7 separate regions of the Mus musculus genome follow, and regions 1, 2, 4, 5, 6 and 7 are each linked to region 3. The links are chromatin contacts, called in public ChIA-PET and HiChIP or PLAC-seq maps. All regions are on one chromosome and are shown on one strand. Each heading gives the region's core, a stretch centred on a gene start, on an enhancer-like site or on the middle of the called end of the contact. The rest is flanking DNA. Distances are from core to core; before and after follow the strand shown. Region 1 holds the start of 4930465M20Rik (RIKEN cDNA 4930465M20 gene). Region 2 has its middle 43 kb from the start of 4930465M20Rik. Region 3 has its middle 53 kb from the start of Gm16086. Region 4 overlaps Bcl11b (B cell leukemia/lymphoma 11B). Region 5 has its middle 9.6 kb from the start of Gm33341. Region 6 overlaps Gm33236 (a long non-coding RNA gene). Region 7 overlaps Bcl11b (B cell leukemia/lymphoma 11B).

Region 1 (4,378 bases), core at 997-3,496, 690 kb before region 3:
TCTAGAACTCTCTCCAGGAAGAGCATCTTCCTGCCCTGGCTTTGGACTTAATAGGGTGTTGATCTTATTGGATACTTTAAGTCAGCCCTGAACTACAGAGTCCCCTGTCACTGTGGCTTCTGCCTTCTGTGCCACAGGCTTACCAGAGAGACACAATTCTTGATCTCTCCACTATTCCTTCCATACCTCTGAAGTGAAAACTTAAGGGTTCTTTGGAAAGTCAGTTGTGTTGGATGGTATTTTGCTGGCGCAAACATGTGAAGAAGTGTTTTCCTGAAGTGGACACAGGTGAAAGGCTAAGGCTGAGTGCTTTTGCTGAAGCAGACACAGGTGAAAGGATGTGCTGTGTGAAAGGACACATGATGAAGGAGTCTTTGCTAACGACACACATGTATTAGTCTGCCTTACTTTGTGTAGTTGAGTTGCATTTGGGACTCTGTAGAGAGAAATGCACCCCTAAAACTTTTGGTGCTGTGCCGAGGCTTCTTGTCACTTCCTTGGAGTCAGGCTGATTGGCAGAGTGATGCCAGCTGAGACAGATTCATGTGTTGAGGCAAGATACGTGGTGAGGCAGGGCCAGTGGAAGACACATGATGTTTGGGGGCAGAAGAGGCTGAGCTATGCTTGTTGTGTAACACTTGTTGGGTTCGTGGCAAGGAAGACCCTAGCACTGAGAACAGACAATAAATGAGCAGGCCCTGGCACGCTACAACAATGGAGTGGTTCAGCCCTTGGCCAGTGCTGAAGTGTATAGGAGACAGGAGAGAGGGCTCCACCGCAGGTCCAATGTCTCGGGTGAGGAGAGAGAAGACAGCAATTAGATATTGTGGAACTGACATCAGGGGCACCAGATGCACGGCAGAGACACAGTGCAAGGCTAAGGGTGATAAATCATCAAGTAAGGCTGATGTGTGAGAGTCAGAGGTGACACAGAAAGGCACAGATCTCATGCCCTGGCAGAGGGGTTGCAGATCAGGCTGTAATTAAAAGAGTAATACAATGTCTTGAAAGATCTGCAGTCTCAGATCAGCAGGATCGTAATGCCAAGGTTAGCTCACAAAGGAGGAGAAGTAGGGTCGTGGTCCCAGGAGTCCATTGAACAATCTTGATTCCCTTACCGCTTTGAGTTAATGTTTCCAGGTAAGGAAGTGGGTGGGTCACTGTGCTGGTAACCACCTGAATTCAGACACTCATCTCTGCAGGAGGGCCCGGATGGGTAGCATCCGACATGGCTACAGCACAAAGGCAACAGCAGTTGCTCCCGGACAACCCTCTTTTAAGTTCCCCTGCTGAAGAGACTCATAGCCAAGGTCTTAGAGCTCCTGCACCAAGATGGAGTCAACTTCGAGTTGGAAGTGGGTTCTGGTGTAACAGGTGTAGACTGTAGTAGACACCACTAAAGCCCATACGGATGGCACCTGTGGGGTTGGCTGCATCACCCCCTCCATCCTGAGGCCACAGGTCACTTGGTCAATGACAACTTAATACTGAAGTGGGAAGACCTAGCTCCTTCAGCAATGACTTAGGGCTTTCCTGAAGGTTGCTGTCCACAGCAAGGTTCCCATGCGCTCCCCTGGTAGTGGAGTATATCTCATTTTTTCTTTATGTCAAATCCATCCTTCCTTCCACAGCCCCGTCCGTCTCCAGCTCCTCTGCAGTGTTTTTGCAAAAACACTACTCAAAGGCTCAGTTTCTGTTTCTCAGAAAACCTGCCTTTGCAACAGTAACATCCAGGGCTCCCGTCCTCTCTACTTCTCTTCTGGGTTCATCTTCAAATATAAGGTCCTTGTCCATTGCCCCAGCCTCCCAGACAATGCCATGGTGATCTTGTGTCTGGCACTCTGGTCCTTGGACTGGCTTACCCCTACATCTGTTAATTTCTAAGAGCCTCCTCCAGCCTTCTTACCTAGCCCCATCCAACTACAGAGGGAGTCCTTGTTTCTCAGGGAGAACAGGGGAGGGGCAGTCACTTGCTGATAGAGAATGTGAAGAGAGACTCAGTCAAGTCCAACTGTGCGAAGCCTGCCTTTCCAGCTATTTGAGAATCACTGGCCTCCCAAAACCACCCTGGAAGTGGCCTCCCATTGTGAGGGCTGCCGTGGCTCCCATTGTGAGGGCTGCCGTGGCTCCCATTGTGAGGGCTGCCGTGGCTCCCATTGTGAGGGCTGCCGTGGCTCCCATTGTGAGGGCTGCCATCTTTCTTTCCGTTCACAGGTAGGTAGGTGGGTGGGCCGCTCAGTACATGGACAACTCATCCTGGTAACATGTCCTGTAGACACCCAGAGGTCAGAACTGCAGAGTAGGTTGCTGGGAGGGCAGGTCACAGCAAAACACCCTTTCAAGTGCTTGGGTTTGGCAAAGACACAAGTGTGTGTATGTGTGTGTGTGTGTGTGGTATATGTATATGAAGGTGAGTGTGTGTATGTGTGGTGTGTGTGTTGTGTGTATGAATGTGAAAGTGAGCGTGTGTATATGTGTTGTGTGTATGTATGTATATGCACGTGTGTGTGTGTGTGTGTGTGTGTGTGAGGGTGTGTCTATATGTGTTGTATGTGTGTATTCTCTTTCCTTAGCTCCTCTTCTGTTCCTTTCCAAGCCTCCATGAGTTAAAGGGTCTCTATTCAGCATGTCATGCATCTCCTCCAAGTGCTTTTCAACAAGAAAGGTTTACTGTCTGAGCAGCTCTACGTGGCTGCTTGGCACCTCTTCCTTGACCAGATGACTTAGGCTCTACTAATAGTGACAGGACAGCCTCAGGCGCCCTCACAGGAGGTCAGCCCAGTGGAGAGCATCAGAGTTGGCTCGCAACCTTTCCCAGCTCTACCTTTTATGAGAAGGAGGAATGTTCATGGTGGGGAACGGCCTTTCTTCTTCTTCTGGTTGCTGTAAGAGACTGCATGATGAAAAGAAAGCAGAGGCCACTAATTGTCTCCTCGGCCTGCGGCTTTGTTGCAAAGGCCTCTGGGAAACCCTTTTCTAGGTGCCTTGCTGTTCTGGCCAACCACATCCTGCGACCGGCTTTGCTCACAGAGCTCAGTGCAAGGCAGTGGAGGACCCAGTTTTGTTTCTCTGTGGGACAGATTAGTTGGTCTGTCTCAGATGCCAGGGAAAGTCAGGTCAGGAGCAGCTGCAGGGGAGTACCAGACTGTGGACATCCATGTACCTTTTAGCAGAGGAAGCAAGATTGCACAAGCATGTCTGAGACTCCAAGGTCTCTTCCTTCCTCCTGCAAATGTCCAAAGGCTCAGACGACACTACCCTTCCTGAGAGCATTGCAATGTTTGGAAGAGAAATAGGGTAATGTGACTGAGAGGACCTTGTCCTCCAATAGCTTCCAAGTTCACTGTCCTGCAGACACAAAGTGACTTTATTCAGGAAAAATAAAGGCCCGAACTTGAACTTGGGAAGACCACTTTGCACTCACAAAGTGTGGTTGTTGTGAGACCTTCAAACAGGCCGGTGTCATGTTTAGCACATACCTGCTGCCCTGTAGTGAGGAAGTGCCGGTGTCCGGTGTCCGTTGCATTGGGGACAGCCCCCTTGTTAGGGAGGGTGATTTGGGATCTACTGTTATTGCTGGACGTTCAATCTAGCTGCACAGAGAAGCTGTGTGAGATCAAGGCTGGGCCCCTCTAGGAGGTGGGAGGAGAGGACTGTGGTCTCCTGACTTGCGTCCTGGGAAGAAGGCTGAAGATGTGGGACGATTCTTACTTTGGACTGAGCTGGTCTGACCTTCCTGATTGAGACACTAACATAGAGTTCCCCAGGGGCTGCTCAGTGGAGATGGAGGTGAAGTCTGCTAAGTCTGCTAAGTCATGACTGTGGCATGTGCTGTGTGCATATGTCCGTGAATGTTCATGTGTGCACATGTGTGACTACGTGAGAGGCCAAGGGTTGGCAGAACCCCATGGTTGCTCCTCAGTAAAGAATCTAGGCTGAGAAGGTAATTCCTCCCTCCTCCCTCCCTCCTCTCTCCCTCCTTCTTCCCTCCCCTCCCTCTTCTCTCCATCTCTTCTTTCTGTCATCTTCTTTTTTCTTCCCTTTCCCTCCCTTCTTTTCTCTCTTCCTCCCTCCTCTTTTTCTCCTTCCTCCCTCCCTTCTCCTTTCCTCTTCCTCCCTTTTCCTCCCTTATCCCTTCCCTCCCTCCCTTCCTCCTCCCTCCCTCCTTCCTCCCTCCCTCCCTTCCTCCTCCATCCCTTCCTCCTCCATCCCTTCCTCCTCCCTCCCTCCTCCCTCCCTCCCTCCTCCCTTCCTCCTCTCTCCCTCCTCTCTCCCTCCCTCCTTCTTTCTTTCCTTTCTGTGTCATCTTTCTTCTTCCCCTTCCCTTTCCCCTTTCCTCCTTTCCTTCCTCCCCTTTTCTCCCATCCTTCCATCATCT
Region 2 (4,267 bases), core at 364-2,863, 730 kb before region 3:
TTCACTAATTAGACGTTTATCTTGACTTAATGGTGTCATCCAGATACCTAAGTGACAGGCTCACTAACAATGTCACCTCTATTTGATCTTACTCAAGACTTGAGCTATGGCATCCACTCGATATGTAATTTTATGACCACAGAGAAACTAATCAGAGACAATAGTGATCTGGCATGAAAGAGCCAAGCTTGGGAGGGGCTTCCTACGAAGGTTTCTTCTGAGGTTTCCAGCAAGAGGGTTTTTGTTTTTTTGTTTTTTTTTTTTTTCTTTTAAACACTGTATAATTGAGAATTTGTTCTTACCAGGAGCTTAACTTGGTAACTCACTGGTTAGAAGTTGGGAAAACAGTTAGAAAAAAACTCAGCCAAATTGTAGAACATAAAACCATCCACAGGGCTGTGGACTCAGTTCAGCAGTTAGGGTGTGTGCTCAGCGTGAGCGAAGCGCAGGGCTGCATCCCAGAGACAGATAAACTGGCCACGGAAGTCCATGCCTATAATCCATCATGCAGGAAGCAGATGCAGAAGTTCAAAGCCTCCCTCAACTGCATAGTGACTTAGAGGCTCGCCTGGGCTGTGTGAGACCTGTCTCTAAAACAAAACAATCAAAACCATAGGGAGTGTATCTGAAAACAAACGGACAAAACTCCCACCTAAAATTTGGAAATGCAACAACATCTAAACCATCACTTAAGAAGTTTCTAAAGGAATATGTCCACTGCTTCCTGTTGCCAGATGTAATTTTATACTTATAAGTAGCATTTGAAACTTATCCTGAGAACTGTGTTTAATTACATTTATGTATGTATGTATGTATGTATGTATGTATGTATGTATGTATGTATGTATTGTGTTTGTATGTGTATGTACGCATGTTCATGGTGTGTCATGGTTACTGGAGCTCAGAGGGCAGAAACACTTGACACCACCATGAGTAAAACTGATTACTGAAGTGTGTGAGCTTCGGGACTGAGGTTCAGGGCATGGGGTGGGCTTGGTGCTAATTCTCCTGCTCACTGTGGGATGTTCCCCCTTGAGTTCCCAGAAGCCCCAGAGAGATCCCTCTCATCACACTACACAGGTCAGAACTGGGCCACCTGTCTATGTCTGAGCCGAGCATAGGCGGTGCTCCCCAGCTGGCTCGGAGGAGTCTGCCCGCCCCTCAGACTGGGGGTTACTGGTGAAGGTTGCCTTCTGTGAGCGAACTCAGGCTGCTGGCAGGAAGGAAAACTCGTGGGCACAGGCACCAGGAAGCTGCCTCATGTCTTCAGTTCTCCGTTCTCTCTGTGGGCCCTGTTGCCTGTTTATCCGTTCTTCCTGACCCTTCCCTGGGTGCCCTGGCTTCTGACTCTTCATCACTGCCTAGCACAGCCAGCTGTAGTTCTAGGAGAGGGGTGACTACATTTCTTTTTTCTGAAGGGAGTTGAAACAAAACCACCAGCACTACAGGCACATTGTGCACAAGGAGACATTGCCGCCATCTTGCCACCTGCGGTTGTCCTTTGTTTTTAAATTCCTTGGTGACACTTTTTTTTTTGAAACCTTACCACTGACAGCATGTTCACCAACCTGCTCTGTCTACAGTGAGTAAACACTTTGATGTTGCAACAGTGACAGACGACTCCTCGTGACGCATGCTGAGGCTCATGGCTTCTTTTGGGGTTCAGGGATTCCACCTGCATTGAGGCAAATGGTTCATCCCATCTTACCTGCATTGAGGCAAATGGTTCATCCCATCTTACCGATATCCGACTCTCAGATCCAGTATCCTGAGGCTAGTGGTGGGGTTGCTCCTGTGTGTGTGTGTGTGTGTGTGTGTGTGTGTGTGTGTGTGTGTGTGTGTGTGTGTGTGTATGTGTGCATGTGTGCTGTGCAGTCCAGAGGACCCACTCAGGTACCATTTCTCAGGCACCATCCACCTTTTTGAAGCAGGGTCTCTCTTTAGCCTGGAATCTGTCAGACGCTGAGCTGACTGGACAGCAAACCCCACTGGTTTCTCTCTTCACCACCTCTCCAGCTCCAGGATTAAAGGGCATCATACCCAGCTCTTTTACTTTTTTAATGGTAGGTCCTGGGAAGTGAACTCAGGACCTCATGCACACTACCTCCCCAGCCTTAGATCTTCTCTTTTGTAATAGACAAAGATACAAACAGTACATTAATACAATGTACTGCAACAACAACAACCACCACCAACCACCACCAAAAAACGCCTGCACATGGATTCTTTACTCTCTGAGTTTCATCCTTTGACTTCCAAAATCTGTTTTTAAGCCATCCTTGAATCCAGTGCAGCTTCTTCTGGATCATGACTGATGCAGTGTCAACGGAAAATGAGGCCTGCCACTGGGCTCAAGAAATGGATGTGGAATGACAAGAGAGAGAAGGGAGGGAGCAGGGAGCCAGTCTCCCCCTCCCCAAGTCACACTTGGTGCTTCCTCTTCCCTTTCCATCCATCACCGTGGCTATACCCCCTAGATCAATGCATTGATTTGTTTGTTTTTCACAATGAAGGGGAACTTCATAGCCTCATCACTCATTCCGGAGTGTGGGGGGAAGAGAAAAAAAAAAAAAACAAAAAAAAAAACCAAAAAACAAAAGCCAGCCACCGAAATTTGCATGGTGCTCAATTATACATTAGTGAACATCACTTGGCAATCTGTTCATATCAATTTAATTGGATTTTAATACTGCCTCTGATCTTGTTTTCTAATTAACAACAGTGCTTGGAAATAAAGCAGAACCATGCACCCAGCAACACCTTTGATCTCCACCATATGGAGCTCCACCAACTCTGGAAAAAAAAGAAAAAAACCTCCCCTGCCTCCGCAGCAGGCCGAGGGAAGCAGAGCCCCCAGATGGCCGGGTACCATGGGCGCCCGCACCCTGCCGACTGTCTTGTGCTCCAACTAGTCCTTGTTCGAAAGGCAAAGGACTCACTTCGTGCACTGCAGGCAAATATGTGTCCCCAGGGCTGGGGAGGTTGGTGGATTTCACAGCTCACTTTTGGGGACAAATATTTGAGTAAACAGAACTGACCCTGCCAAGTCAATCTGCTTTAGAATGGGGTCTCGCTGTCAGGACAGAGTGGTGTGTCAGGAGCTGGTAGAGAGGATGGAAACTGAAAGGTACCTCAGAGTGCATCTTTAGACCCCTGGGGATCTCTTTCATCTGTCTAGCCTCACCTCCAGGAACACCTCTTTACCTCTTATTTCTGAGACAAGGTCTCTTGTAGCCCAGGTAGGCTTCATATTTGGGGATCAGTAGAGGAGGTCCACAGGTTCCTGATCTTCCTGGCTCCATCTTCCAAACACTGGGACCACAGGCATGTGCCACCAAGGACAGTTTTATGTGGTGCTAGGGATCAAACCCAGAGTTCTTGCTTGCTGGACAGACATTCCTCCAATGAAGTCACCTCTCCACCCCCGCTTCTCCTTGGTGCTTTCTGTGTCTCCGGGTTTCTCACATTAACTTTAGGGTTGACTTCATGGCTTGATTGGCCACAGACGGGGGATGGGGGGGTGGGGGCGGGAAGAGGACTTACAAAGGTTAGCACAGCTGGTGAAACTGGGAAGACAACTGAAGATCACATCGGGCTCTTTGGGGACCAGGCCGAGAACAGTTCCATCTGCCTTCTGCTCACCTTCAGCGGACACTCACCTTCAGCGGACACTCACCTTCAGGGGACACTCACCTTCAGCGGACACTCACCTTCAGGGGACACTGATTCAGCCCCAGGCTAACAGTGCCTGCATTGGGAAGTGTAGGGTTCTCATGAAGTCTGAAGGAGGGAAGAGGGCTCTCTTGACTCTCTTAGCTGCTTCTCACTTTTCCGGTTGTCAAGTAGCTGTTTGAAATTTGCATCTCACACACACACACACACACACACACACACACACACACACACACACACACACACAGATACACACACACACAGACACATGACCCTGAGTACTATCCAGCCTCTACACCCAGAGTCAAGCTAGAGCGTCGCCACCTTGTTGATCAAGCCAGCTCAGTCAGTCAACAGGAGAGAGCAAGGATCGAAAAGAGAAGGACAATTAGACAACATTATAACATGACTCCAGCCAGTGCTGGAACTGAAGTGGGTTTATTATACTTCCAGCCTGTTTTTATATCTTTCTTGGTATGTACAAAGAATATGGTCAGTCCTAAAGCATAAACAGAGTAGTTAAGGAGCAAAGCATAAACAAAGGTCCCATGATTGCTGTATTCAGAGTCTTAACAAGCCCCATCAAGATATAAAA
Region 3 (3,819 bases), core at 574-3,073:
ACTAATAATGATCTCTCAGATCTTAGACTGCTTTGCAAGCCGCTGTTGGGTGCATGACCTGTGATCTAGAAGTATGTGCTTCTGCCCTTGCATCCCAGACCTGGACAGCAAGGATCAGGAGGGGCGTAAGGGTCAGCCGTGGTCAAGGACGACGGGTGAGATAACTGGACCCATGCTTCCTTCTTTCATATGCATGATCACTGTGCCCTTGAAACTCTACAGGTGGAGGCTCTGAGTGATGTGCATCTCCTTAACCTACCTTAGAAAGCTCTGGATAACCTAAATCTAGCCATTCTAGCACCATGAACTAATCTATCCTTCTTGAGAGAAAACTTGCCTGGTAGTGATTTGTAATGAATTCAGTGTCATTTTCTCTTACAAAAAACAATATTTTAAAATATAGTCCTTAAAGTTTTCATATACATACACAACATATCTTCTAGATTTTTTTTTCAAAGAATCTCTTATTTTCACTTTATGTGTATGTTGAAGTGCCTGCCTGTACATCTGTGCACCGCATGCATGCGGTGCCCTTTGAGACCCGAAGAGAATGTCAAATCCCCTGGAACCAGACTTACAGGTAATTGCGAGCCTCCGTGTGGGTGCTGCAAAGTGAACCTGGGTCCTCTGTGAGAGCAGCCAGTGTTCCTAACCACTGAGCTAACTCTACAGCCTCTACAGAGTGTCTTGATTATATCCACTCTCCCCTGCACATCCCTGCAGGACACCCCAACATACCTCCTTCCTGACTGCATGTGTGTCTTCTAAATATCTTGTTTATTCATCATTTTTTTTCTTCTTTAAGTAAACTATCTGTGGTAGAGGGCAGTGATGGACTTGGAACTTTCTGGTGCACACTTCTCCTTCCCACTCCGTATGCCAGCACTTGGAGCCATCTTTTTACACATATAGACCCTTTCTGTCCATTCTTTAAAGCGCCTCTCCAGCCCCTGGCACTTGACAGACCCTCGCCTGCTGTCCACTCTTATTTCAATTCATGTAAGATGCACAGACATGGATGGAAATGGCCATGGGTTATACAAAGAGCCCACTACGTGTGTCAAAAGGATCGCACCCTGCAAGAGGATATGTCAAAGTCAGGCAGACAACTCGGTGAGAAATGACCTTAAGAGACCTCAAACTTGCTAAGCTGGCTTCCCCAGCCAGAAGTAAATGTGGTTAACATTACAGCCATATTCAAGTCTCAGTTTCAAAAACAACACGCAGTCTTCCCCCAGCACTCCCCAAACTGGGCATCCTACAAATCTTTAGAGAAGATATAGCAGGCTTCTATTTCTTTTCGGCAGTGCAGAGTTGATTTATCTCTGGCTGAACACGCCTGTGGAATGAAGATGCTTCTTCTAATGCCTCCAGAGGCCCATCGGAAGTCTGTTGTATTGCTGTTTTAGCTGAATGTTTTACTGCCGTACGCGTATTAATACTTCCAGTGTGGCCTTTTTTAAATATCCCCTCCCCCAAGTCCCACAGGCATCGTTGTACTGAGCAACAGATACGTCTTATCAATGTGCTCCTCAAACTGGAAATTCAGAGGCCCTTAAATTGAAGCTATGGAGGAATGATCACACTTGATGGCATTTAGATCTGCAAGCAGGAAGTGATGGCTGAGGGCTGGAGGTTTCTCTCCTAGCAACCGCAGGAGGGACAGTCCTTGGCTTGTTTTTCACCTGTCTGCTTTCCGGTGCCTTGTCTTACAAATTAAATCCAATTTCTCTTGCATGAGCACTCACTGCGTGCAGCATGGAAACGTCTTTTCCTTTAAGCCCTAACCACCAGAGGAAAACAAAGAACTCAGATGCCCATGGCACTGTCAGGGAGGGAGAGCGCTTCGTGGTTCTCCCATGTGGCTTTGCGCACCTGCGGTTCTCACAGCAGTGGGAGATGGCCGAAAGTGAAACCCGTGCCCGAACGGGGTACTGCCAGACAGCAAAGCCTATTTTCTGGGACTGAGACCAAATTCAGAGCCTGTGGTGGGTGTGCTGGGGAAGATACACTGCCTGTTTTTAACTGGACCAATCCGTGATCTCCAATTCCCTGCATTGGTGACAACCTCACGACTCTGACAAGAAGGCTCGAAGGGATAAGGATGGATGGACTATTTTTGTATAGATCTCTTCCAAACGTTTTCTTCACTTTCTGAAGAATACTCTCCGAGCAGAGGTTCTCAACCTATGGGTTGCAACCATGTTGGCAAACCTCTCTCTCTAAAAATATTTACATTACGAATCATAACAGTAGCAAAATTACAGTTACAAACTAGCAATCAAATATTTTTATGGTTGGTGGGGGCACTACAACATGAGGGACTGTATTCTAGTTCAAACTGATCTGAAGCTCTTAATAGTCACCACAGGATGAGTCTTTTGCTCGGCTCTCCATAGTCTAAGGCACACAGTGTTCTCTTCATACTGACATTTTGTGACCTGTAACTGTTTTCTGTTTCCTTTCTCATTCTGTGGTCTTGTCTCCTGCTCAAACATTTTGATTCTTTCTTATATCTTATCTTTGTGGCCATCGATTTTCAGTTAGTTTGTGTTTTATTTAAGATGAACCCATTCATTGAGCTTTGAATTTCAATTACTTTATTTCCAAAACCATTCTCTGATTTCCCAATTAGCTAGAGCATGCTTTTGAAAATGAATTTCTCAGTTAGCATGCAAAATAATGGTTTTGTGGTGATTCTTTTAATGTATATACATATCATGGTTCTTTATTCACATATGAACACTCCCATTATCTTATCCTTCCCCCTTCTGACTGGTCAGGTCTACCCTCAAAATCTATACTCATGTTATATGTGTGCCTGTTCATATGTGTGCATATACAGACATAAACTAGCTAATACTGGTGAGGTTTAACACAACTTTATCACATTCTACACATGTATATATAGTATAACTTGGTATGGTGACACATGACTTTAATCCCAGAACTCAGGAGGAAAAGGAAGGAGAATCTCTGTGAGTTTGAATTCAGCCTGGTCTACACAGAGAGTTCCAGGACAGTTGAGTTATATAATGAGACCCTGTCTCAAAACAAAACAAAATATAAAAAGAAAGAACCAAACCAAACTAAACCAAAAATAACATCAGTTAAAACTCTGTGAAAACTTACTGTGTAAAAGCTACAAGCCACATATTAGCTTACTCTAGGATACTGACCCAACAATTTGGACAAGAACTATTTCATGGCTCATTATGCCTCCAGTTTTCCTGGGCTTCCAGAAAGTTCTGAAACCACCTAGAGACACAAATTAGTTAAATATGGATACCTCCTGTATCATTCATCTTTCCCCTTAGCCATAATATTCTAGTTTTTAAATAAAATATTCAGCACATTACTTTTCACTAAAACATTTAACAAATGAATAAATAATTAAGGAAATAAAAACCGAGTGTCATAGATTGCCTTCTGTAAAAGCTCTAAATTACCAGGTGATGTTTTCAGAGTAAGATCCTATCAGATCCAATGCTGTGTTAGCTACCTGTCTTCTTGCTGTAGCAAAAATACCAGACATGAGGCACTACAGGAAGGGTTGTCTAAGCTCCAGTGCATGAGTGTGCAGCTCATCACAGCAGGCAAGTCATGGCTGTAACAGTTTGCACTGCCACAGTGAAGCAGGCCTCCTCTCCCCTTGCATCCTTACAAGGACTGTAAGGCTCTGTGTTTCGAGGAAGAAAGACACCCCAGACTCATATAGTCTGCAAATGCAGAGCGTTTTATTATGCAGAATTCCAGTAGCTAGGGTCTCCCCATTACCAAGATAGAGAGACAACCAAGTGATCTTTCAGGCCTGATTTA
Region 4 (3,982 bases), core at 187-2,686, 870 kb before region 3:
TTTCTGCCTCCCAGAGCTGAGGTCCGAGTGATGACTTGGGTACCAGCAGGATGCTTATGGATTTGTAGATGGCTATAAGTGCTCAAGGAGCCCCGGTTGACATTTTCTCTGTGACATTGTGAAAGATGTTTTTAGTTTTTGTTTTTGTTTTTGTTTTTATTTTATTTTATTTTATTTTTTGAGTGCTGGAAGATATGGGGATTGGCAAGTACTCTATCACTGGGACGCTGAAATACACCTCCAGCCGGAGGGGGGGCAGTTTAATTTAATTTAATTTTTAGATTCATTTGTATTTTATTCTGTGTGTATGGGTGTTTTGCCTGCTTGTGTGTTTGTGTGGCATGTGCATACCACGCCTACAGAACCCAGAAGAAAGCATCAGATCTGCTAGATCTGAACTTACAGACAGATAGCTGTGACCTGCTGCGCGGATGCTGGGAACGGAACCAGCGTCCTATGAAAGAGCAATCAATGCTCTTCACCGCTGAGCCACCTCTCCAGCCCCATGGGGAGGGGGACAGTTTTTAAGTGAACATGAGATGTACTTGTCACCTGAATAATGGTTGTACTGGTTGTCATCATGAAACTGTGGAGAGAGCACTCTTAGCAGTTATAGGGGGTGTGCGTCTCAGGGGTTGGGGTGGGGTTTAAGTGATGAAGCAAGACAAGACCAGCCTTCTGTTTGGGTTCGGGGTGAGGAGGATCACTGTGAGACACCCAGGGGTACCAATTACTGTCCCAGGTTCAGCCACCTCACTGCCATGTGGTCCCTTCACTAGGTCTCCCAAGCAGCATATGTCACCAATATGCTTTTTGGCTCTGTAAAATGACTCCCGTATTCCACCCTAGAGTGAATGCCTGCCACAGGGTAGACATAATGGGAGACTGTCCAGGGACAATCAGTGGCCTTCCATGAGAGGGCACTGTCAACATGGAACCATTGACAATGTGACACACGCAGGGAGGCCTGGGAAGGTGGTGATGGCACGGTGATTCTCTAAACTGCTGTCCCCGTGGTCTAGCATGATCATGTGATCATGATCCTCACTTGGCTTCCCTCAGAGGTGTTAGTGAACAAGGGTGACATGAGCTGAGGTAGCGATAATGCTGAGTGAGCCGTGCAGTGCTTTGTGGTTTACTGAGGAGCCCGGGCGGCCCAGACCAGTTCCCCTGCTTGATCAGAGGTGTCCTTTAACATTTGCTGCTTTTGAGTCAAGCTACATTACTCTTCTTCCAGGCCTTAAACCAAAAGGCATCCCTGAAACACTCAGAGCCACATACAAGGATGGGTAACAAACCCGCAGTATATAACACCTACTGCCACATTTATACAGCAGTGAGCGGTGGATAGAGGGAGGACCTCACAGTCCCCAGGCCAAGTAGGAAGCAAGGCTCAGAGAGGTGACATCTCATGTTTGGCTACACCCTTTAGAGATCAAGTTCCAAGTGTTCAGTGATGCTCCTATGGGGGGTGGGGAGTCTTGTCAGAAGAGATCTGGGGTAGGAGTCTGCGTTTGAAACTCCTCAGACAACATACTGAAAGAACAAAGAAGGCTCAGTGTGTGTTCTAAAGATCTATGAAAGTAAGGAGGGAGGAAGCAAGAAAAGACACCGCAGGGCCCTCTCTGGGTTCTGAGCTGCCCCGTGTGATTTAGTGAGACAAACGCAACTGACATTTCTAGGTCTGTAGGCCAGGATTGGTGCTTCTGAAGTCATTTGGACCCAGCAGTTAGCATCATTAGCTGCAGCCGCTACAGCAGTGTAAGGCTAGTGGACCCTGTCCCAGCCATTAGCAAAGCAGCCACCGCCCACTGCAGGGCACGCACTGGGCCACCTGCGTGCAGGTATCTCTCTGAGTTCGATGCAGCAAGGACGGGTTTGGGATGAGCTAAGCAAGCCCTGAGTCTGACGCAACCTGCTGTCTAAGGCTCTTCTTGTCTAAAAGCAAGCCATCTGTGCCTGTGCTGTGTCTATAAAATACTTATTCAGTTCCTGAATAGAAAGACGTTCCAAGTGGCTCGCCAGAGACTCTCTGACGTTGTTTAGTTCTTAAAAGTGAGCAGCCCCATACTCAGGGCTATTTGTAGGCGAGAGAGAGCCATGAGGTCGTCACATGTAAACGAACATTTTATTTTAAAAAAGAAGGGGGTGGCTGGAAAGAGAGTTGTCAAGGGAGGGCCTTCAAGGGCTGGGGGATTTATTTTTTCTTTCTGTCAGGTACTGGGGGAGGCTGCTGCCTATAGTGAGTGAAGCCTAGAGTTCTGTAGAGGGACACTTAGGGGCTCTGATGAAGATAGCTCTCACCCCAGGGTGACAAGTGGCCCTGAAATCTGACCGGACAAGTAGTCAGCCCCCTTTCTCCTCACAGTTTAACTATGGAGGTGACATCTGGGTTCTAGAGCATGCAGGTCAGAATATGTGTGCCCTTCTCTCTGCTTTTCTAAAACATGGAATCGGTTATGGCTACCTAGTTACATAGTCTGCTTTGGACTTCGGTATTTGTTGGATAGAACAGTCTAGAAAAACATGTGGCCACCAGATAAAGAGACAGGAAGTACTTCAGAGCAACTCAAGGAAATGGAGATGCTGAGAAGAGATGGGCCCCAACTTAAGAACACCCCAGATCTCAGCAACCATCCTCTGTAAATCCATTACTTAGAATGGCTGGGGCCCAGAGAAGGGTACAGAAACACCTTTAATTTGATATGTGACCTCCTAGGACATGGTACTTCATTTGTGTTGATAGCTCCAATGTGTCTGAAAGGGACTTGTATTTACCTTCTTAAGAAACACATACACACACACACACACACACACACACACACACACACACACACACACACGATGTGAGGAAGAGTCTGAACCTGTCTTCTGGCCAGCATTAGCTAATAAGCTGAGTATGGAGCAGTCAGGGCTTTGGAGAGGCACGGCTCCTGTTAGCCTAACAGTCTAGTCACAAGCATCGTGGCTACCCAGACCTTGTGAAACCAGGCTAGAACAGAAGATTCTCGCTAGAGGTCATGTTGCCCAACACAGACCCACCCAGACAGGCTGGGACAGCTGGCGAGAGCAGTAGCCTCTGTTCTCCCAGACTGTTTCTGTTTGTTGTCGTTTTGTTTAGTTCTGCTGGAGGGTCTGGTGTGGAGGACTGTACCAAGGGCCTCATATGCTAGGCAAGCCCTGTATCCTGAGCTCTCTGGTGGCAGTTTAAAGGATGGAGTAAGGCCTGGAGAGACGGCTTTCTGTAAAGGAATGCTGTGCAGGTTCGAGAACCCGAGTTCCAACCCTAGGATGCACATAAGAAACAAGGAATGGTGTCATTTACTCCTATTCTTAGGATGCGGGATGTGGGAGAGGACCTCCAGGACACACTGGCCAGCCGGTCCAGCCTAGTCTGTGGGCTCCAGGTCCCAGTGAGAGACCCTGTCTCAAAAAAGGGAAGATGGCGCCTGATGGAGAACAACACTGGAAGTTGTCCTCAAGCTTCCTCATGCATGTATATATACACACATTCATGCACACATGAACACTCATGTACAGCAGAATGAGGCTGGACTTCCAGGATTCTCTTATTTCCGTCCGTCCTTCTCTGCTTTGCTCCCCTCCACACCAAACCCACAGATGCAGTATCAGGGGATGTCGGGAAAATCCCTGGCTTGCAAAAGCATGTCTTGGATTCCAGGGCTACTTGCCCTGGGCCTGCTGGTGCAATGGTCCAAGTGAATCCCAATGCTGCCCCAGGTTGACACGGTACTTCTCTGTGAGTCCTGGCCGGCTGGCAAACCTAACTTAGAGAGGTGCATGCTGGGAACAGAGGCTTCAGAACATACACACACTGTGGGGGTAGGGGGTGCAGCGTCCTATGAAGTGTCGTTAGCTGACAGGAAGTGAAGATGTTGTCTACCCAGGATTGTAGAAGCCCCAGGTTAGGCTGGTGGTACAGCAAAGGTGGTGGCTTCTTAGGTCCATTTCCACAGCCCTG
Region 5 (3,941 bases), core at 466-2,965, 770 kb before region 3:
AATCTTGATCCAGAGGCAGCAACAAGAGACTGGCTTCCACAGCCAGCCAGCAGGACGGTCTCTTCCACACTGGGCGGAGCTTCAGCATAGAACCTAAAAGCTCACCCCCACAGTGACACACTTCCTCCAACAAGACAAGACCACACCTCCTGATAGTATTACTCCCTGTGGGCCACACATTCAAACATGTCAGTCTATGGGGGCCAAACCTATTCAAACCACCATGTGTCTTTTACTCGTGCTTGTTTGAATCTGCAGGCACAGGATCTGTGGATGCACAGGCCAACTGTATGTGCTATGTGATGTTTAGAATGAATTGTGGCAATTTTCACACCCTCCCTCTTCTCCTGACCCCCTTTCCTCTCAGAAAGTTTCCCTACTGCTTATAGGACTTAAAAATATTTTTAAAAATTATTTTTTAATGCAAGCAATTCTAATTAGACTCAGTGGGTTAGGAAAAGAAGGAAAAAAGGAAAACCTTTTTTAAAGAATTTTTTATTTGTATCTTACTACGCAGAATGGCAAGCTATGACCTCTGAGCTAAATCCAGGCAGCTGCCTGCTCCTTCGAGACTTGCATTGTGGGAATGGTACTGCCTAGCTACTTACACGTCCCTCTGGTGGCATCCACAGCAGGAAGGCCACAGCGAGTAGCTTTGAGAGAGACTATGGGTTTCCAAGTTGAAAAGACTGGCTCTGTGCCCTGCATGGAAAACATTTGCCAATCTTTGTCTATAGAATTGATTTTATATCTTGTAGCTCCTAGCTTGATATTAATATATTCTGTATTTTTTTAAAAAGCAATTACTCTCAAATTGTTAGTTAACAATGAATACCTAAGGCAATTCTTAGTCTTTATCAGCTTAACCCAGAATTATTTATTAGTGAATTATTCTCCTTAATAAACTGTTCAACATTTCCAAGGTACTTCAGCTAACCTTTGCATTGATTATTCTTATTTCTGTATCAATACTTTTTCCATTTGCAGGCCCACATTGCATCTTCAGTTCCACCTTTCTGATTGATCCCCCCTTTTTTATTAGATATTTTCTTTATTTATATTTCAAATGTTATCCCTTTTCCTGGTTTCCCCTTCTAAAACCCCCTATCCCATCCCCCTTCCCCCTGCTCACCAACTCACCCACTCCGGTTTCCCTGTCCTGGCATTCTCCTACACTGGGGCATCGAGTCTTCATAGGACCAAGGGCTTCTCCTCCCATTGATGACCAACAAGGACATATGTGGCCAGAGCCATGTGTCCCTCCATGTGTACTCTTTGGTTGGTGGTTTAGTCCCTGGGAGCTCCGGGGGTACTGGTTGGTTCATATTGTTGTTCCTCCTATGGGGCTGCAAACCCCTTCAGCTCCTTCTGTCCTTTCTCTAGCTCCTCCATTGGGGACCCCATGCTCAGTCCAGTGGTTGGCTGCGAGCAGCCACCTCTGTATTTGTCAGGCACTGATAGAGCCTCTCATTGGGCTCAAAGGCACCCCCTGGCCTGATGTAAGCCAGACTTTCATTTCCTGTCCTGCTTTTTCGTTTCTAGACTCTTCCACAACTGTGTGGCAGTTGCTTGCTTTCTTCTCTTACCGTTTATTCCAGTTTGAGTTATATCTCCATTTTGACTTCGGGTGATGCTCTCTTTGTTTCCAGCATGGCTTTGCTGTTCAGCAGTTGGTTGTTATCTTGCTTTCATTTCCTGTTATTGCAATAAGACAGCCTGACAGAGTCAACGTGAGGGAGAAACCCAAGATGGCAGCAACTTGCAGCAGCGAGTCACATCCACAACTGAGGACAGAGGGCAATGAATGAACGCATGGCCAGCTCCATTACCCTGTTCTTATACAGCCCAGGATGCCCTGCCGAGGGAATGGTGCTGCTCCAGGTTCATCTTCCCACCTTAATTAACTCATTTAGAATAATCCCCTCCCCAGGCATGCACACAGGCCACTCAGGTCTACATGAGGCTCATTCCCCGATGACTCTACACTGTGCCACACTGGCAAAGCCAACCGTCACAATAGTCATAATACAAGTAGCATTTGTATGTGTTGGGACTCGGGTACAGAAGGTGGCCAGTCTTGGGGCCAGATCAGCCACCCCCACCCCATATTGAGTAGACATCTGAGAGTCCTAGTGATCATGCTGGATAATGTTACTGGCATGGTGGACAGATCCCTGAGTCAGAGAAAGATGACCTTGGGTGTGAATCTACTTTGTAAACTTTAAAGTTCTTTTTTAATGAGAGGTGTGAGCTCTCAATGTTTCATCTCTAACAGAGTGATTTTCAAAGTTCTTTCTATGTATTGAAATTAGTGGGAAAGCTGCCTACACATGCTATTTCTGCCTTCCCATCCCGGCAAAGGCGTGTCATGCATCTATCTGTGTCCCTGATGTGACCTCCACACAGCTCTACAGTGAGCCCCTTTCTTCTCCCAGTCCTTTGGTCCAACAGACCCGTGTTTCCAGGATAGGTGTTCCTGGCTTCTTCCTGGTTCACTGCCTGTTGTCTTCTGGCCTCTAAAGGTGTGTGTCCCTGGTTCTCTTTATCTGGTTCACTGGCCCACCTCCAAGTCACCATCCCCAAATTCATGTTCCCTCCCCCACTCTGGTTATTCCATACTAACTCATCACCTTTTGTCTAGATGAAGAGACAATTCTAACCGGTCTCTTTGTGTTCCAGGATATATGATTATCACCCTTCCCCCACTAATAAAGAGGGATCAGTGTCCAAATCAGAACCTGGAATTAATTCCCACAGCCTAGACCCCATCTGTGGCTTCTGATTGGACCATGACTGTTCTCTTCCATACTCCTCAGCCTCAGGTCAGACACTGCCTTCCCAGGAAAGGACTCTCCTTGCTAAACTGCTACAACCCCCACCCCCACCGTCTCCTTCCAAGCTACTGCACTGTTCGGTTCTTCAAGACCCTATCATCAAACAGGACTTGATTTATTTCTTGGTTTGCTTGTGATCTGCTTTCAAAGCATGAGTGTGACCCCTGCCAGGGCAAGGGACTGGGGCGCTCTTCCTCACTGTGGATTTCCCAGAGCTGAAGGTCTGAGCATCCACTACTGTGAGTTCCTCACAGTGTTTCTCATTGTTCTTTATAAATCAGCTACTTTTCTTGTTACTGTAAGGAAACATCCAACCACATCAACTTAAATGGGAAAGGGTTTCTTTTGGCCCACAGTTTGAGAGTGCACAGTTAGATCCGGCAGGAGAGTGAGGCTACAAAGCAGGGCAATCCACACTCTTGCTCTGCACACTCGCTTCTTTTTATTCAGTCCAAGACCTCAGTCCACACCAGGAATGGCGCTGCCCACCATCAAGGTGTGTCTTTCCACGTGAATTAACCAAATCTAGAAACACCCCCTCAGACTTGTCCGAGGGTTTGTTTCCTAGATGGTTCTGTTGTCAGGCCGAGAATCTTAAAAGCTATCACACTTTCTGTGTTACCTCCTTCATTTCCTACTGCTCTATCAAGCAGAGACCCCTGTGCCCATTACAGAGACAAGGCATATGAAATCCCCATAAACTAGATTCCCACGGGACCCTAAGCCAGAGAGAGGCAGAACCAAGGGGAAGCTTCTCTTGGCTCGATTCACACTGTCTGTGCTCATTTTCACCTATCAGGTTACTCTCTGAGCACAGATTTAGAGTCTGGTGTAGAGGTCAAGGCAGGAGCAGTTGCTGAGTCACAATGTCAACAAAACTTTTGCTTTAAGTTATTGAAGGACTCCAGGGTTCCCAGAATCAGAGCACCGGATGGCAGACATCCTTGCAAATGCCCACACAATGGTTGGCATTATGCAGAGGCATTTAAAAAAAATCGACTCTGTTTTGGACTCTTTCGAACCATAAAAAAGCCAGTGTGAAACCACAGAACTTCTATGTTTCTTGTTCTCTTAAAACTAAAAAAGAAGAATTAAAAAAAAAGAAAG
Region 6 (4,007 bases), core at 444-2,943, 590 kb before region 3:
TTCATCTCCCCCAAATGACTTCTTATCCCAGTCTCCAATTCAGAGAATGGTGCAAACCAAATTGCCTAGAGATTGTTTCTGGCAGAAAACATGAGAAAGCTTGTGTTTACAGACCACCAAATCATGAGCCTGTTGATGTTTACAGAGCAGTCTTTGAAAGACATCCTCCTGATTAAAGAGTGGGGAGAGAGGGAACCTGTATTCTGGGTGACCCCTGAGCCTGGGCAGGCACAGCCCCACACAGGGCTTCATCATAGCTTTCAGGGTTCTGCCCAGGAACCAATGCTTTGGGAGACCAAGGTCATGAGCAGCAGTTACAGACCTCACGGAGCTGCTTTCCACATCTAAGCCTTGGCTTTGTAATGATCAAGACGCCAAAGAATTTCTCTCTCCCATGACCGGTAAAAACTTCACCTAACATATCGGAGTTAACACGGGATTCGATGCAGAACACGTCGCCTTTCCGTAGACTGCGGACGCCACCATGCTGGCACTCACACCCCGACACAGAGCCTGCATTTCCATGTTTGTTGCCTCTCTACTGCTTTTTATAGAAATGCTGGGTTAAAGCAGAGCAATACAGTTATGCCCTATAAAATCATATTACCTGTGATTTATACATGCCACTTAGGTCTTTGTTTTGAAGACTATAAACTCAGGCACGGTGGCCCAGGCCTGAAACCCCTGCTAGTGTTAGAGGGTGAAGCTCTAGCATCATACATTCCACGTCTGCAAAAGCTACACAATCAGTTCAAGATCTTACCTCCAAATAGAAAGTGAGAAGCCCTAGGTTCATGTTCTCCCCCCACGCCCCCATATCTGTGTGCCAAGGGCTTCTGTTGTTGTGATGAAACACCATGACCACAAGCAACTTGGGGAGGAAAGGGTTTATTTCTGCTTACAACTCTGTCACTGAGTAAAGTCTGGGCAGGAACTGGAAGGCAGGATCTAAAGAAGAGGCTGTGGTTTGCTCAACCTGCTTTCTTATTAAATCTAGGACCTCCAGTCCAGGGGTGACTCAGCCTACAGTGAGCTGGGCCCTCCCATAGCAATTATTGATCAAGAAAATGCCTCATAATCTTGCACACAGGTTCCTCGTGAGGCATTTTCTCAATAAAGATTCCCTCATCCTCTCTCTCTCTCTCTCTCTCTCTCTGTGTTTCTGTCTGTCTCTCTGTGTATCTCTTTCTCTGTATCTCTGTCTGTCTGTCTGTCTGTCTGTCTCTCTCTCTCTCTCTCTCTCTCTCTCTCTCACACACACACACACACACACACACACACACACACACACACTCACACACACACCTTATGGGTGTTCCATAAGGTACCACTGGCAGGGTGCTTTAAATTCAACCCCTATGTTGGATTTTCCTTATTTTGGCCTTCCACAAGTCTCCATAGATGTTCCAGCACTGAGCATTTTGGCCAAATAAGCAGATCTCTTGGGTATTTTAGGAGTCGTTCTCTGATGCTGTGAGGATGCTAATCCAAGTGCTGATAGAGGCCAGAAGATTCCTAGGATGAGGATAAACTCAGACCCCTTGCTCTCCAAGACCCTCTCTCCCACAGGCCCGCAGGCCCACACGGCTTCCTTCCGAGACTGAGCATCCCCCCTCTCCCCGGTCACTTAACCTTCGCACTGATCCTGATGCACAGTGGGGCTGTGGTTGTCAGGGTTAGGAGCAAAACTAGAGGAAGTGGTCTCGTCTCTCTGGTGGTGTCTGCGTAGTTTCTGTTCAGACTGCCTTGGCGTGGTTATAGAGTCCATTCTCCTGAAACCCTGAGACTTGGGACTCAGAGTCAATTCCCAAGATTGTCTTATGCTGGAGTTTGGGTGACTAAGTTTCATCTTTGCTGTGGGACCCACGCTCCCATTTAGCTTTGATGAGAGAGGTCCCCGGAACCCCTATGATTTTGGCTGGCCAGGACACAGTTCTATTTACTGTGTTATCCTGTAAAGGGCTGAGTGAATCCAATCTGGCTTTACACATTTGTTGGTTTTGTTTTGAGACGATCTCCCATGATGAGCCCCCAGCAACCCACTAATCTCATTAGATGCTAAAACCTAGTTCAATAGCATAACCCGAAGAGCAAGGACCCTTCCCTCTGATTCTGGAACCTCTCGTGTCAGTTTAAAGTGAGGACTGCACACGCCCCTTGGTTTGCTGGCATGGGAAGAGTCAAATGCACCTTGACTGGTAGAGGCTGACATTGAGAGAGGGCATTTTCTTGAAAGGAAACTGGGAAGCTTGTCATCACAGAGGACTGGGGAACAGGTACGTAGGTGTTCCCTTCCTAGCCTTGCTCATCCTCCTTTGGAATCCTACTATTTTGATAGCCCTAGAGGCCAAAGATCAGACATGAAACCTACTGGTAGGCCTCTTCAAAGATAACCAAAGGTTTGCAAAGACCAGCTGCTCAGTGATCCGCTGCGTTCTCTGTCTGCCCTCAATTAGAGATGGCTCATCTGGACCAACACCTGCTGCTGTTAAACCTGGAACCCTAGCTCTGGAATGGCAGGCAGGCAGGCAGGGATCCTCCTGTGTACATGCAATGATGAGATTCATCCCTTCTTCCTTCTCTGCCCTGAGAACCTTAGCCTGGAAATATCCAGCTATAACAGACCCCAATCAGTCACCAAGACAAATCAGTGCCTTTTACGGAGCTTGGAGTTAAGTCACTAGGTTCTTATGCCATTTGTATTATTCCAAGGGACCAAGTGAATTAAAAAAAAAATCAAGGAAATTAACACAAAGGAACCTTGAACATGTGTACAGCCAGCCAGCCCTGAACCTTGAACATGATATGCCAGCCAGCCAGCCAGCTTTGTGGAGGTTGATGTTAGGTGTTACCCACCATGGGCACTGCCTCCCTGGGAATGAGTTCTTTGGCACTCGAGGGAAGTGCAGACTTCATTAACCTGTTTGGGCACGAGGTGGGAGATGTCCCTGGGAACTTCTGGCAGCCTTGAAGGGAAAAGATGGCAACCGGTGATGGCGTACTTCAGATTGAAGTTGGCATGCGTGGGAGTGATGGCTGTGTTATAGGAGGTCAGGTGGCACTTCCAGTTTGTGTGCGGGAGTCTAATTACTGACCTGACACCCGTTGCTTCGGAGGCCCAGAAAGGAAGAAGCTAACGGGTGTGTGGGAGCACCTGGTATCGCAATCACCCTGTCAGCCCTTTATCCACGTGTAGTCCTGTCATTAAGCACATTTCCCCCACCTTGATATCCTTAAAATGCAGAGGTACCAGCCAGAGCAATTTAAAATGATATATAGTTATTTTTTTTGACTCCTCTCCTGTCGAGGGAGAATTTTATAAACGATGTCACAGTAAACGGAATGTGAGGGAACGCTCAGAAGTGAAATTTGTAAGGGCAGAGACACGAGTTGGAAGAGAAAGATCATCTCTGGGGCTCCCAAGTGCTAATGAATTAATGAGGAAGCCAAGCTAATGAGTCGAGAGAGGCATTCTTGTCAGAGGTTTTGAGGTAATAGCATGGAGTTATGGAGCAGGGAGACAGAGCCCAGGCACTCCAAGTGGCTCCCACAACTGTCGGGAAGATGACGGTAAAGGAACGTAGAGGAGAGCTGAGGCCTGCCTGTTGGGCTTGGTACAGGGAATAGGTGATTTGAAATTGTATTTTGAATTTGTCCATTATTGCTCCTACCTATGGCAGTGGACAGAGTAAAAATTTCGTTTGTGCAACACCCAGGCAGTGCGACTCTCCCCGAGTCCACTCAAGGTTTCTGGAATTCTCTGTGGAAATGCAGAGGCTGCCTTGGGTCTGAGAGCTCACAGCATGAGCGGGGAGAGGGGCTGGGGCTGGGGCAGGTACCCAAACAGGAATACGACATAGTGAGAGTTCAGATGGTGTTTTGCAGCCTTCTGTGCCACTTGCTGCTACCTTCACATCAGAATTATGGGCATCAAGTGAGACCAAGAATATGGAAGAGTTTTTGTAAACTCCAGAAGTCTCAGGAAAGCTTACCGAATCCCTCTACAG
Region 7 (3,850 bases), core at 886-3,385, 920 kb before region 3:
GCGTGTTAGGGACCCGATCAGAGAAGAGGGGGCAGGCACCTGGCTCTCTGAGAGCCTGCGTGATTCTGTGGCGGGGTATGGAGTAGTGCAGATCTGCAGGTGCCAGGAGGTGAGTTCTGGCCTGCAGTGCAGACCTGGTGAGGCTTAGCTGCCCAGCATCTTTGTTGATGGTTTCTTCTTCTTCTTCTTCTTCTTTTTTTTGGTCTCTCTGATGCTTCTCTGTTCAATTATTTACCCAGGGAATTTGGGCTTCTTCACTTGTGGTTTTGGCAAGGGCTTCACACAAATGTTTTGCCCTGGTGGTCTCTTAACCAACGTAAGATAAATGGCCAAATCAAACGCAGGCCTCACTGGCAGTGGAGGCTCAATGTGGGGCCGGGTGGAGGCAGGACAGCATCCTCACCGGCCCTGTTCATTGCTGTCACTGGCTGTCCGAGCAGGGAGTGGGGACTCATTCCCAAACCAGGGTGGAGACGTTGAGACGTGTCTGGGCCATGCTAGGTTTCTTGTGGTAAGGGAGGAAGGAGAAGCTCAGGGCATCCTGGGAGCTTCCGAGGCTTGGGTGCTGCTTGCCAGGGTCTGGAGAGAAGCCCCAGGCAACCAGCTAGGCAGGAGGCTCATCAGTGTCCAGGCCCTTGGAGGTAGACCTGAGGTGGCGGAGGCCTGACTAAAGAACCTATACCGGCATTAGTCTCCTGCCTCTTTCAAAGAGGGGTCGCTCATATTTTGAGACCAAATCCTCAAGCGAAGCCCACTCTAGTTTGTTCTGAAAGATCCTTTTAGGGGATCTTAACTGGGAGTGGGGCCCCGACGGGCCTTCTCTGTGTGCCAACCCCTTGCACTAGGGCCCTCAAAGGCAGCCCTCTCGGCCCCCAGAAACAATTTGGCAGCTGCAGGTGTAGCCCCTGCTAATGTCCTCTGTGCACCCCTTCTCGCTTGCCCCTGGACCCCAGTTGTCATCCCCGTAGGGCTGGTGTCCTCGGGGCCGAACCCTCTCAGAGGCTGTACTGTAGCCCTGTGACCCGGGGCCCCCTCTTGTGCCTCAAGTCCCTTGTGCAGTCCAGGGCACCACTGACCAGTCTTTTCTATTGTTTTTTCTCCAGGGCCGTGCAGGCCTGCCCAGCTGCCATCGATGGCCCCCATAGCTGCCTCCTCTTCCCACCCTCCCACCTCCGTGATTACTTCACCTCTGCGTGCCCTGGGCGTTCTCCCACCCTGTTTCCCGCTGCCTTGCTGTGGTGCACGCCCCATCTCGGGCGACGGGACTCAGGGTGAGGGTCAGATGGAGGCTCCCTTTGGATGCCAGTGTGAGTTGTCAGGTAACAGAGCCGCTGCGGTGGGGGAGGTGGGCTCCCGGGATGGCGGGCTGTGCCCTGGGCCGAGCCGGGGACCCAAGGTGGGGTCCCAGGGGGGATGTGCCCCCCATCCCCCACTCAAAAAGCTTTTCGGGGTGGGGGATGGCAACAGAAGTGCCAAAGATGTCAACTGAACTGTAACCTGTGTCGGTTCCCAGGGGGTCAAGGGGCCGTCTCCCCCGTATATCCCCCACCCTCGAATTCTGAGAGTCTCACTCCCAGAATGCACTGCCCGACCTCCAAATTTCATCTCTTTGGGCTGTTTAGCCGAAGTTTAATTGGATAACACTTAACATCTGAAGTTTTCTTCTGCCCCTTGCCTCTGCCGCCCTGCCACCCACCCCAGACAAGGGTGGGAGAGGATTCCTGGGCTGTCTGTGTACAGCGCTGGAGCCGTTCAAAGTGCTGACTTTCTCTTTGGGACAATGTGTTGCCCATTAACTTAGAGGGAAGGAAAAAAAGTCTCAAAGAGGAGCCTTTTAAAAAAGCTGTGGCCACGGGTAGCCGTGAAAGATTGTGGGCGTCTGGGGCAGGGGGCTGTGGAGGTCAGTGGCTCTGGGTGGACCTCAGAGTTGTCCCAGTTACCTCTGCCGTTGTTGGAGGCCCGTGAGACCCCGTTACACAAAGGGCATCCCCAGCCAGGTGGCGACACAGCCTGCGTAGCTCCCCTGCTCTGACTCCCCACAAACATAGACTTCTGTGGCTTAGGGTCCCCACAAGGTCGAGGGGAGAAAGCCCTCCCCCCCGCCTCATGGTGGGGCCTGGTTTGCAACACACTGTGGCTTAGGGGGCCAGGATGCTGACACAGGCTCACGTGGCAAGCAGCTGTGGCCTGGTTTCCGTGGCCAGGGCCAGAGCTGCGGCGCTGGGGTACATTCAGTTTGTCCCTGCCACACGGCCAGGCACGTTGCAGCCTTTCTCTTGACTCAAGCTGTGTGAAAGGAAAACTATTTTTATTGGGCAAGTTTTGCTTTTCATTGACGCTGTCTCAGGGACCTTTCTTATTGGGAGCTTTGGTTTTGCACAAGAAGAGCAGCCCCTGATCCAGGATGAGGCCTCCCTGGTCTTCCTGCCAGTAGGGTGTTTCTGCAGTACTGGCCCATACTCCTGCTATGGCAGGTGGCTATGTTGTTGGATTGCCCATCCAAGTCTGGGAGCTCTGGTTCCTTCCTTGAGTGCATAAAGCAGAGACCAAAGTCACCCAGGAAGGAACTGAATCAGCTTGCTAGGAAGCTGACTTCCCTTCCTGGTCAGCCCCGAGGTGACTGAGGCTTCTTGTAGCTTGGAAGATCCTGTTCACCAAGCTTGGGGTACCTGCTGGGCTGGGCCTTGCTCTTTGGCTTCCTGTTATATGGGGCTGCAACCCTGCAGCCCTGTACTCAAATAGTGGGGGCCTGCACTATCAAAATTAAGCCTAAATGCATATGGTCAAGTTGTGCATGTAGAAGCATGACCTCTTTGTCCCACGTGCTACAGGGGCAAGCTTAATCTTCAGCTGGCCCTCTGTAGGAACTGCCAAATCGGAGTTGCGAGTCTTTCCTGTGCCCATGAGTGGAAGGGGCAAAGGCTAGGGGGCTATGGCTGAGCCTCTTTGGAGGATTGCGCTAAGGCTTGGGGACTAGTTCCTTTAGCCCAGTGGAGGTCAGATAAGGTCTGCAGGGCCTTGTCAGCCAGGGGAGTCTGGCATCAGTCTGCCCTCACACAGGCTACTTGCTTTCTTAGAGTAGAGCAGCTGTCTGTCCTGAACTAGGCATTTGGTTGTGTGTCAAGGCTTTAACTCCCACATTACAGACGAGCGTCAGAGCCTGAGGTCTCGAAGCTCAAACCGGCTCATTCCTTAGTTCGCTGGCGGTCCTCAGGCACAGTTTGTAAGCCACATGTGGACACAGGCAGAGTCAGGTGTGGTGGGTCCCTCGCCTACCTCACAGCTCACAGAATGGGCTTTGGGGACCATGTCCTGAGGCTGATGGGAGGGAAGGTAAGAACACAGAAGTGGCTCCCATACGGTACCTGGTTCACCTTGAGGTGCAGAGGCTGCCATAGAGTTCAGGGCTCTGGGGCATCCGGTCCACGTGTGGCGATTGCCGTGCAGGGGAGGCGAGAAGCAGTGAGGGTCTGAGCCCTGGGACCTCTCCTGGACCGGCTCCTGAGGGACCTGCTGTCTTTCTTCTTCCTGTACTGTTCCTTGTCATTGTTCTGCCTTGTTAGCATCGCCTGTGTGAGGCTCTACCGCTGTGCTGTGTTTTCAGATAAATTTTGACACATTCAAGTATCCTCTTCCAGTGGGTTTTGTCCCTTTGGTTCTGTTCCTGGCACTGGGCTGTTTGCTGAAGTGTTTTTAGTGCCTGTTTAATTAGTAGCTGCAGAGGAGGCATAAAATCGCCAGGAACCCTCGAGGAAGGAGGGGCTGTAAAGACGGAACACTGCAGTACTCACTGCGCTTTGTCCCCCTTCTGATCAGGGTGCTTTGAACCCATCTCTTCAAATTAACTCAG

What was found. ChIA-PET counts read pairs in DNA pulled down with a chosen protein or histone mark. HiChIP or PLAC-seq counts read pairs in DNA pulled down with a chosen protein or histone mark.
Region 1: an H3K27ac HiChIP or PLAC-seq map of thymic regulatory T cells shows a contact between it and region 3, with 8 times the contacts expected there. The contact joins the promoter of 4930465M20Rik here to the enhancer-like site in region 3. A contact is called at or near these places in 1 of 39 promoter capture datasets (the SN4741 cell line) and 3 of 115 datasets of contacts at active chromatin or transcription factors (embryonic basal ganglia, memory CD8 T cells and thymic regulatory T cells).
Region 2: an H3K27ac HiChIP or PLAC-seq map of thymic regulatory T cells shows a contact between it and region 3, with 7 times the contacts expected there. The contact joins two enhancer-like sites. A contact is called at or near these places in 3 of 115 datasets of contacts at active chromatin or transcription factors (embryonic basal ganglia, embryonic stem cells and thymic regulatory T cells).
Region 4: an H3K27ac HiChIP or PLAC-seq map of regulatory T cell precursor shows a contact between it and region 3, with 7 times the contacts expected there. The contact joins two enhancer-like sites. A contact is called at or near these places in 1 of 484 Hi-C or Micro-C datasets (CD4 T cells) and 8 of 115 datasets of contacts at active chromatin or transcription factors (T-cell acute lymphoblastic leukemia, astrocytes, double positive thymocytes and 5 more).
Region 5: a contact with region 3 is called in an H3K27ac HiChIP or PLAC-seq map of regulatory T cells, with 5 times the contacts expected there. The contact joins two enhancer-like sites. A contact is called at or near these places in 1 of 484 Hi-C or Micro-C datasets (cerebral cortex) and 1 of 115 datasets of contacts at active chromatin or transcription factors (regulatory T cells).
Region 6: a contact with region 3 is called in an H3K27ac HiChIP or PLAC-seq map of regulatory T cells, with 4 times the contacts expected there. The contact joins two enhancer-like sites. A contact is called at or near these places in 3 of 115 datasets of contacts at active chromatin or transcription factors (embryonic stem cells, memory CD8 T cells and regulatory T cells).
Region 7: a contact with region 3 is called in an RNA polymerase II ChIA-PET map of memory CD8 T cells, with 9 times the contacts expected there. The contact joins two enhancer-like sites. A contact is called at or near these places in 6 of 115 datasets of contacts at active chromatin or transcription factors (embryonic basal ganglia, embryonic stem cells, memory CD8 T cells and 2 more).

What each region holds. Positions count from the first base shown.
Region 1 is chr12:107,733,356-107,737,733 of GRCm38.p6, reverse strand. It overlaps 4930465M20Rik (RIKEN cDNA 4930465M20 gene), which reads left to right and starts at 2,246. Exons shown (of 3, transcript NR_045973.1): 1 at 2,246-2,285.
Region 2 is chr12:107,776,772-107,781,038 of GRCm38.p6, reverse strand. No RefSeq gene overlaps it. Among named protein-coding and RNA genes, the nearest start is that of 4930465M20Rik, 43 kb to the right of the region's middle. Within about 2 kb of position 1,613, at least 16 of the 459 cell types and tissues checked have an H3K27ac peak or open chromatin away from gene starts, as enhancers often do. A contact at or near this core is called in thymic regulatory T cells, where this site is marked.
Region 3 is chr12:107,045,290-107,049,108 of GRCm38.p6, reverse strand. No RefSeq gene overlaps it. Among named protein-coding and RNA genes, the nearest start is that of Gm16086, 53 kb to the left of the region's middle. Within about 2 kb of position 1,823, at least 40 of the 459 cell types and tissues checked have an H3K27ac peak or open chromatin away from gene starts, as enhancers often do. A contact at or near this core is called in T-cell acute lymphoblastic leukemia, double positive thymocytes, memory CD8 T cells and 3 more, where this site is marked.
Region 4 is chr12:107,918,870-107,922,851 of GRCm38.p6, reverse strand. All of the region lies in intron 3 of Bcl11b (B cell leukemia/lymphoma 11B), which reads left to right. Among named protein-coding and RNA genes, the nearest start is that of Bcl11b, 83 kb to the left of the region's middle. Within about 2 kb of position 1,436, at least 43 of the 459 cell types and tissues checked have an H3K27ac peak or open chromatin away from gene starts, as enhancers often do. A contact at or near this core is called in T-cell acute lymphoblastic leukemia, double positive thymocytes, memory CD8 T cells and 2 more, where this site is marked.
Region 5 is chr12:107,812,870-107,816,810 of GRCm38.p6, reverse strand. No RefSeq gene overlaps it. Among named protein-coding and RNA genes, the nearest start is that of Gm33341, 9.6 kb to the left of the region's middle. Within about 2 kb of position 1,715, at least 12 of the 459 cell types and tissues checked have an H3K27ac peak or open chromatin away from gene starts, as enhancers often do. A contact at or near this core is called in regulatory T cells, where this site is marked.
Region 6 is chr12:107,637,602-107,641,608 of GRCm38.p6, reverse strand. The region is part of intron 2 of Gm33236 (a long non-coding RNA gene); the gene reads left to right. Among named protein-coding and RNA genes, the nearest start is that of Gm33236, 10 kb to the left of the region's middle. Within about 2 kb of position 1,693, at least 9 of the 459 cell types and tissues checked have an H3K27ac peak or open chromatin away from gene starts, as enhancers often do. A contact at or near this core is called in memory CD8 T cells and regulatory T cells, where this site is marked.
Region 7 is chr12:107,963,141-107,966,990 of GRCm38.p6, reverse strand. Bcl11b (B cell leukemia/lymphoma 11B) reads left to right here. Exons shown (of 4, transcript NM_001079883.1): 3 at 1,104-1,319. Among named protein-coding and RNA genes, the nearest start is that of Bcl11b, 38 kb to the left of the region's middle. Within about 2 kb of position 2,135, at least 41 of the 459 cell types and tissues checked have an H3K27ac peak or open chromatin away from gene starts, as enhancers often do. A contact at or near this core is called in memory CD8 T cells, where this site is marked.